Regions from separate parts of the Mus musculus genome. Here region 2 is linked to region 1. A link is a contact called in public Hi-C data. All regions are on one chromosome and are shown on one strand. Each heading gives the region's core, a stretch centred on a gene start, on an enhancer-like site or on the middle of the called end of the contact. The rest is flanking DNA. Distances are from core to core; before and after follow the strand shown.

Region 1 (4,600 bases), core at 1,181-3,680:
TTAAGTCTCTAGCACCTCTCCCCAAAATACAGTTAGTGAGGATGCTTAAGAAATAATAACAATCCATTAAGAAAATAGAGGGGGTGCTAGAAAGATGGCTCAGTGGTTAAGAGCACTGACTGCTCTTCCAGGGGTTCTGAGTTCAATTCCCAGCAAACACATAGTGGTTCATATCAATCTATAATAGGATCTAATGCTCTCTCATCTGGTGTGTTAGAAAGCAGCTACAGTGTATTCATAAAATAATTTTTAAAAGAAAGAAAATAGAGGAAGAAGAGGAGGAGGAGGAACAAGAACAAAAAGAAGAGGAGGAAGGAAGAAGAGAAAAGGAAGAGGAGGAAGAGGAAGAGGGATGGCTATCTAAAGAAAAAAAGATTAGAAGAAAATAGAACCTTCAAAAAACATATTATAGAAACTACCGTATTCGAGGCAGAGTGCTCCGTAGCCCCACTACGTAGAACACAAGGTTAGCATCGGTGTTGCTGTAAATGCTGTTGATGGCTGCCATGGCTGCACCCATTCTCCCTGCTGCTGCACAGATCACCACTGGAATCTCTTCTTCCATGTCCTCGGGGGACTCGGAATCAACGTCTGGAATGATTGAAATCGATGACTCAGAGCACAAGGAACTTCCCGGGAGAGCAGTTTCTAACTCCTAGTCCACAGTGCAGGGGAAGACTGTTGCCCTCACATGCAGTCTCTCCTCCTTCCTTATGCCAACCACTAAAACTTCTTTCCCCAAGATTCCCTTGCTGCAAAATGTGATCAAGTTGGACAAATGGGATGTTCTTCTAAGTTATTCGTGCACCTACAGAATCTGCAGGTCAGACTAATGCTAAATGCCTGCCTCCTTCCGCTGGAATGCTGACGAGATACTAAGAGGCAGAGAGCCTTCTTAGAGTGATGATACCAAGAACATCAGAACCGTAGTGTGCGCGTGATATTGATCTGAAGGGCTGTGGGATCCTCGGATCAGGTTCTTATGGGAAGACAGGGTGAACGTCTGCGTCCCTATTATTTCAGGACTCTTGTTCAGAAGCCAGTCCACAGCATCACACACATACAGGGCAAACACACAAGAAAGGGCAGAGCCTCACAGGCCCAGCAGCTCTTAACTCCCCAAGTCAGAACTTGTCTGCTGTACTGCTATGGTTTTTCTGTTGCTCTCCATTCCTTAGTCAAGTTGCCCAAATGTTAACAGCAAGAGAAGGAACTAACGAAAGGGCGTGACCAGTGCTTACATCAAATAACTGACCATCCTTTAGCATCAGAACAGACAAAACCACTGTCACTACCAAGTGATATTTCAGCACCAGAATGCAACCTACATTGTGAAGAATAGTAACCAGGCTATGGATACCTGATTTTTATTATGTTTGACCTCTTTTTGCAGACAGTTTTATAATACTTCTCTCACTTAAGTCCAAGGTAGCTATAGCTGATATGTTTATGTTCAATAAACACTTACTGAAACACATTACTAGGTATATTTTGTAAATGGCCTCTCTATTTCTTTTTGGGTTTTTTTTTCTATCTACTTCTGTTTCTCCTACTAGAAATTGTTTTTCATGATCTAGTTCCTTACTTGAGAGAATCTCATAATATACTTTGAAGGGGAATAATATAAAATTCTTAGCTGGGTGTGCTGGGTACATGTGGAGGCAGAAGTAAGTAGACCTCTGGAGTTTGAGGCCAGCTTGGGCTGAATAAATGAGTTCCAGGCCAGCCAGGGCTGCATAGTGAGGCCCTGCAGAATACATACATACATACATACATACAAACATACATACATGCTTTCTGGTATTTGAGTCCAATATGACACATACATAGCCACAAGTTTATCTGTGTCTATTTGTGAAAATATAAAGGCTAGAGAGATGGCTCAGCGGTTAGGAACACTGACTGCTCTCCCAGAGGTTCTGAGTTCAGTTCCCAGCAACCACATGGTGGCTCACTACCATCTGTAATGGAGTCTGATGCCCTCTTCTGGTATGTCCGAAGACAGAGACAGTGTACTCATATAAATAAACCTTTAAAAAAGAAGAAGAAAGAAAAAAAGAAAGAAAGAAAGGAAGGAAGGAAAGTATAAGTGATTTTAATTTTGTTTGCGTTTCTTTTTTTTTTTTTCAAATTCACTAAGTGACCACGAATTATTTTTTTATAAAGAAAATAGTGTTTTGGGCACAGCATCTCATGCAGCCCAGGCCAGCCTTGAGTTTCTGATCGTCTTGCTCCCACTTTTCAAGTTGTGAGTTCACTGCACGCCCTTTTAAAAAGCAAAACAAAACCCAACTTGTTTACGGATTGTTCCTCTAGAGGCAAGCTGTCACCATGCGGCCACGTGAGTTGATCTAACTGACATACAGGCTTGGCTGTGCGGATCACCCACAGTGAGTGGTGGTATTCAGCAATACCAAACTCCTCGTGATTTCCTCAACACCAGGTGGCGCACGCTCTCTTATCTGCCTTTACACATGCTGCTCCTGCTGTCTGGAATCACTCTCTGCTCTTCGTGGTTAACTCTCACGTATCCATCCATCCCAGCTGCGTACTGACATCCACCGCGCAGGAAGTTTGCGACAACTTCCCAACACGTACAGGGTTCTGGGTGCCTGCTGTGGCTGGGTTCGTTAGCTACACTGTTCATTTGTCCATTCCTATTGGGGAGCACCACGAGGGCAAAGGCGGCAGAGTACTTGTCTCTATCCACTGCTTCTGTCCTAAGGACTGGCACCAGAATAGATGCCTTCGTCAGTTATCCCTGTTTCTGCAACTGCAGAGCCTATTTTTGTGCCTGGTTTTCCATCAGACTGTGAGCTTGTTGAGTCACTCCGCTGAGCCTGGCTCCCTGGAAGTACGTGGTGAAAATCTCCTGTGAAGAGCTGAGCTGCGGCATGGAGTGGCCCTAGAGTCCAGAGCCCTCCTGGATGTTTGTAGAGACAGGGAGATAAGAGAGTGGAAAGGCATGGGTAAAGCTTGGAACAGAAATCTGTCAGTCTCTGACTCCTGAGTGCTAGGATTAAAAGTTCGCACCTCTATGTCTGGCTAAATGAATGATATTTAAATAATAAAAACAAATAAAGATTTTTGTGGGAAACTTCCAGCCAAAACAGAAAAGGATCTAGGAAAGCTTAACTATTTTTGCTTAACTATTTTGTGTGTGTGAACATGAGAGTTTATGTATTCCTACATGCATGCACAGGCCAGAGCGGAGTGTCCAGTGTTTTCCTCTACATCTCTCCAAGTTACTGTTTTGGGGCAGGGTCTCTCACTGAACTGAAGGCTTGCCATTTTGGCGAGACTTGTTGGGCAGAGAGCTCTTGAGCGCCACCTGTCTCTGCCCCTTCAACACTTGGGTTACAGGTACCCATAGCCACATTTGGCTTTTTGTACGGCTGCTGGGGAGGCGAACTTGGGTTCTCGTGCTTGCAGAGTGTGGTGTCTTGAACGAGAATGGCCCCATAGGCTTGTATATTTGAGTGTTTGGTTTCCAGTTGGCAAGCTGTTTAGGAAGGATTAGATGGTGTAGCCTTACTGGAGGAGGCGTGTCGCTGGGGCTAGGTTTTGAGGATTGGAACGCCCATGCGCACCACAGCTCCACCAGGCACAGTCTCTCTCTGCCTCCATTAGGAGACTAAAATGTAAGCACTCGGCTCCAGCTCCAGTACCAAGCTGCCTGCCGTGTGAGCCCACCATGATGATCATGAACTAAGCCTCTGAAACGGTAAACAAACCCTCAGTTGAATGATTCTTCTCCAAAGGTACTCTGCTTATGATGTCTCCTTACAGCAATAGAACGGTAACTAAGACACGGAGCGAGCACTCTTACCCACTGAGCCTTCTCTCTAGCCCCCAGGTATACAGGATTTTAAAACCAAAATTCAATCGTACTTTTCAGTAACTTGTTTCTCCATTTAGCATATATAGGAATCTCTCCTTGTCAACTCTGTATTTTTTTTTAAAGAATTATTTATTTTATGTATATAAATACATTGTAGCTGCATTCAGACATAACAGAAGAGGGCATCTGATATCACTTTACAGATGGTTGTGAGCCACCATGTGGTTGCTGGGAACTGAACTCAGGACTTCTGGAAGAGCAGTCAGTGCTCTTAACCACTGAGCCATCTCTCCAGCCCCAGACACTTTTTTAAAAAAAAGATTCATTTACTTTATGTATGTGAGCACACTGTTCCTCTCTTCAGACACACCAGAAGAGGGCATCAGATCCCATTATAGATGGTTGTGAGCCACCATGTGGTTGCTGGGAGTTTAACTCAGGACCTCTGGAAGAGCAGTGAGTGCTCTTAACCACTGAGCCATCTCTCCAGCTCCCTCCAGACACACATGTTTTAAATTATTTTAAATGATGTATGTATAATTTAATGTGTAACCAGATAAAACACTGCCTTTGTAAGAACAGAGACAATTTTACTCACTAGTGTTTCTAGGTCCTAGGTATTGGCTTTAATGATTTACTTATTTTTATTTTATGTGCAATGGTGTTTTGCCCACATGTATGTCTATGTGAGGATGTTGGATCCCCTGGAACTGAATTTACAGACAATTGTGAGCTGCCTTCTGGTTGCTGGGAATTGAG
Region 2 (4,167 bases), core at 1,350-3,849, 76 kb after region 1:
AGTTAGCACAAGCACAGGTCCGCTTCTCCAGCGACATGATCTCATGCCAGTGTAGGACGACTGAGTAGCTGTGCCCTCCAACCTTCGTGTGATGTGCCCAGTGTAGATGAATATGATTGTGAAGAATTAATAGATATATATATGCCAGTTACTAACTTAAAGTGTATAGAATATTTTAATATATAATTTTTTGTAAAGAACTGGGATTTTTATACTACAGTATTTGTAATTAATGTGTCTCACTAATTAAATTTCTCTTGAAGAAAATATGCAAACTATTAGACACATGAGTGGCTTTTGAACTCTAAAGATAAAATAAATGCACTACTCTGGTGTTGTTAGGATACCTTTTGGGTACATGAATCTTCCTAATTCAAAGGGTCCTGTCCAAGCAGTGTTTACAAGGAGGCCTTTGGTTCCCACGGGGAGAGCTTCACTCTGCCTTCATTTAATTTATGTGCTTTGCTTTGGCAGCGCTTGCTTTTTGCACTAGTAGACTTTGAACTTACCTCATTATTATGTTTGTAATCATTGTGTAGCTTCCATGATGTGTCTGATAGAAGCTAAACATGTCTTAACCAAAGTTACATGGGATGCAGATTTGCACATATGGACTAGTAAGTAGGCTTTGCTGTATATGTGTGCTCAGCTAAGAAGAGTAGCCAGTTTTAGAAAGTGTGTGTTTTAAGCCCAGTTACTTTAGTAGAAAACTTTGGGCTTCCAGTCCTATTCTTTGTATTAATTAGCAGTTTGCATCTTGAAACCATTTATCTTACTATTGAGGCAAAGGTTGATGTCAAGCAGACGAGAACGCTGAGTTTGTGCTCATTTTACCTATTTAGTATGCGGTTTAGTTGATTTTGCTTAAAGGCATCACCTTCTTTTCTATTCTAGACCAGGAAAAAGATGTGGGCCCATGGTTCTAATACCCGATTTGCTTCTTTGAAGAAAGGGTGGCCTTTCTATACTAAGCGATTTGTTACAATAATAAACCTTTTTACCTCAAGAATTGCCCAAATTGTATTTTTTCCATTGGCATTACTTCCTTAGCATAAATCATGTTTCTGTTATGGGACTGGTGGCTGAAAGATCCCCTTAGCAGATCTGTGTGGCTTTGCTGTTAGCAATTCCTATGGTGCTAGAGCTGCATGTCTGTGAGAGCAGCTGTTCTGCCAACATGCATAGCGGGGGGCTTCTAAGGACTGCACGTCGTCAGCTGCCGTCTTCAGCACGCAGACCTTGGGTTTTTTGTTTGTTTGTATGTGTGTGTGTGTGTGTGTGTGTGTGTGTGTGTGTGTGCATGTGTGTGTGCGTGTGTGTGCACGCTGGAGAACTGGAGATTGACCTTGGGGCCTGGGCACCTAGGCTAGTGTTCTAATAGCAAGCAACACCACAGCCCAGGCAGATAACTCTTCCAAGAGGATTTTACCTAAGTTAAGTTTCTTTCTTTTGTCTCCAAGCTGTATAGCTGTCTTTGTGTCACAAGCCTCTTCCATGTGTTCTGGACTTTGGTTCACATAAGTAAAAATACTGTTGATACTGCATGCTCTTAGAATTATGTTTTTTTAAATACTGTATTGGCCTTATTTTATTTTAGCGCATTGTTTTAACTAGAAATAAGTTATATATAAACTCAGTCTGTATTTAAGAACTAAGAGAATCTGTTTGCATGGGAGGCACCTTTGCCCCATAACCCAGTTACATGTTAAGTCACCTGCAGAGGAGTGAAGCTGCCACTCAGTATCTCACAGGCTTGCAGACGAGCAAAAATCGCTTCTGCTTTAGAGTGTCTGCTCTAACTAAGGGGCTTTATTTAAAACAATAGCATAGTAACGTAAAGACATTTGTTATGTTCTGTCTGGAGTGATTGGTATCTGGGGGTTACTCCTGTAGTAAGCTGCTCCCAAGTGGAGAGACTGCGAGTAGGCTTGGTCTTTGGCCATTTGAAGTAACTGCTGTGCTTCCCAAGACTGGTTTTAGGCAGTTGTATGTATTGTGTACCAATGATATGTAAAATAAAAGTTCCTTTTTCTATAAACAGTTACAGGTGGTATTATTTCTTTGACTTAAAGTGTAGTGTGGCAGAGCCTGTCTGTGGGATGCCGATGTGTGTCATTCACTGGAATATAACAGGATCTCTAACCTAGGATGGACTCTCAGAAAGAAGTAGGTTGTGCTCAGGAGTCAAAATGGAGTGGGTTTGAAGGAGAGTGGCTTAGTGTATTTAGTAATCTGAGGGGAATAGACTTTTTAGTTTTGCCTTGCCTCACCCTGCCTGGTTCCTAAGGAAATCACAAGACAGAAAATGAGTTTAGGAGGGAGATGCTAGGACCTCTCAAAAGAGGAAGTCCTGATCTGAAGTTATTGTAGCATTTAATGAGATTAGTGGATTAATCTCTTGTATTTGTTCCTTTTTGTTGCTATCTTTTCTGTTTGTTTTGAGACAGGATCTGACTAAACAGCCATGGGTGCCCTGGAGTTAACCATGTAGCTTATAGGCTGACCTCATCCATTCACCTGGCTCTGCCTCCAATGATCCAAAGCATGTGCCACTACACCGGGCAGAAATCAGTCCCTCATGCCACTGCTGAGCTTACTAGGCAATACACTGTCTTGTTTGGCTGGGACAAGGTCTCATTCTGTAACCTAGGGTGACTTTAAACCCATGGTACTCTTCTGCCTCAGCCTCCCAGTGCTGGGATTCCAGCCCAAGTCATACTTAATTAGTAAGTGACCTTGGCCTTCCTCCCCTCAGTCTAGTGACAGTTAAAAGTCCCTGTACTTATGTATTTCTGTAACTTCAATATTTTATGCTGAGCATACATGGAAAAAAAACCTGTAATGTTCAGGAAGAAATTAAAAAGCAGGTTCTGTAAGCTGAATGAAAGCTGTAAAATCTTGGGATAGTTAGCCTCCATGTCTCAAACGGCTCTCCATCTTCCTGTCAGTGTGGAGCTGCTGTCCTTTGCAGAATAAAATTTAAAAAAAGAAAGTGTCTGCTTGAGGGGTCTCCTGCCTTCAACAGGCTCCATCAGACACGGAGCATGTGTACATCTAGTAAAAGGCATAGCAGGTGCTTGGCGGGGTCTAGAAACCCCCAGGGTTTGCAGCAAAACCCTCCAGTTGCAGTTTGACACCACCTTCATTCCAGATCAAATGTGGGCAAGAGTCTGGGTCTCGGAGCTGACTGGGTGTCTGTGTGTTTGTTGTTCTAGATAACCGCAGCAGTGCCTATAACTTGTGATGAGTTGCTGGCACTTTGAGTAGAACTGAGGAGGCCTTGGGGCTCTTTCTCTGCTTCACCTGGGCTGCCCTGCCCCACTCCATAGTCCAATAGGACAAGAACTGCAGTGGCTGATGGCCTCGCTCTTTCATGAGCTCTTCATTCAATTGGGTTTTTTTGTTGTTGTTGTTGTTGTTTTTGGTTTTTTGTGGTTTTTCGAGACAGGGTTTCTCTGTGTAGTCCTGGCTGTCCTGGAACTCACTTTGTAGACCAGGCTGGCCTCGAACTCAGAAATCCGCCTGCCTCTGCCTCCCGAGTGCTGGGATTAAAGGCCTGCACCACCACGCCCGGCTGTCATTCAGTTTTTCAGAATGTCTGAATTGAGGGCCAGAGCTTTGACTGATTCCTGAACTAGAAGTTGTCCCTTAACTGCTGCAAGTCCACAAAAATGGGCACAGACAGGGATGTTGGCAGACAGTCTAGAAACGGTTGACATTTTTTACATGCCCAGAAGGGATCTGACCCTGATGACCGTAGAGAGACAGTTGAGAATGGCTGTATGTTGCCCAGGATTTAGATCTACATAAGCATACAAATGCACAATTAGGAGAATGTGCCTAGGCAGTGCCATTCAGTAAGGAGGTATAGTTTACTTTACATTAACAATTAGTCCATCGAACCCCAGGCTAGCTGAGACCTTATACACTCCAGCCTGGCTCATTATCTGCTTTGTAGAAGTCACTATACCTAGTGAGCAAACCACTCACTCATGCAGAGACGCAGTGGTGGCAGAGAGCTGCTGTGGAAGAGCTGGGCTATGGTGCTGTGAGCCTGCAGACTCTTCACCAGCTTTGCTGAGAAATCATCCACCCCTCGTGGTTTGCTGTGTCCTGGAAACCCCTCTGCTGTTGGCTGCCGCAGACTTGTACGCCGCAACTGAAGTG

The links. Hi-C and Micro-C count contacts between places; a contact is called where the count stands out from the background.
Region 2: a Hi-C map of the G1E-ER4 cell line shows a contact between it and region 1, with 2.1 times the contacts expected there. The contact joins two enhancer-like sites. A contact is called at or near these places in 2 of 15 datasets of contacts at CTCF or cohesin (large pre-B cells and pro-B cells), 39 of 484 Hi-C or Micro-C datasets (the C2C12 cell line, the F1.1 cell line, the G1E-ER4 cell line and 21 more), 9 of 115 datasets of contacts at active chromatin or transcription factors (CD8 T cells, bone marrow-derived dendritic cells, bone marrow-derived macrophages and 4 more) and 4 of 9 other capture datasets (adipose tissue, embryonic stem cells, liver and 1 more).

Annotation. Positions count from the first base shown.
Region 1 is chr10:82,664,206-82,668,805 of GRCm38.p6, forward strand. Glt8d2 (glycosyltransferase 8 domain containing 2) reads right to left here. Exons shown (of 10, transcript NM_029102.3): 4 at 420-591. Among named protein-coding and RNA genes, the nearest start is that of Glt8d2, 24 kb to the right of the region's middle. Within about 2 kb of position 2,431, at least 44 of the 459 cell types and tissues checked have an H3K27ac peak or open chromatin away from gene starts, as enhancers often do. A contact at or near this core is called in the G1E-ER4 cell line, bone marrow-derived macrophages and cerebellum, where this site is marked.
Region 2 is chr10:82,740,387-82,744,553 of GRCm38.p6, forward strand. It overlaps Hcfc2 (host cell factor C2), which reads left to right. Exons shown (of 14, transcript NM_001368720.1): 14 at 1-2,042. Among named protein-coding and RNA genes, the nearest start is that of Nfyb, 22 kb to the right of the region's middle. Within about 2 kb of position 2,600, at least 7 of the 459 cell types and tissues checked have an H3K27ac peak or open chromatin away from gene starts, as enhancers often do. A contact at or near this core is called in the G1E-ER4 cell line, bone marrow-derived macrophages and cerebellum, where this site is marked.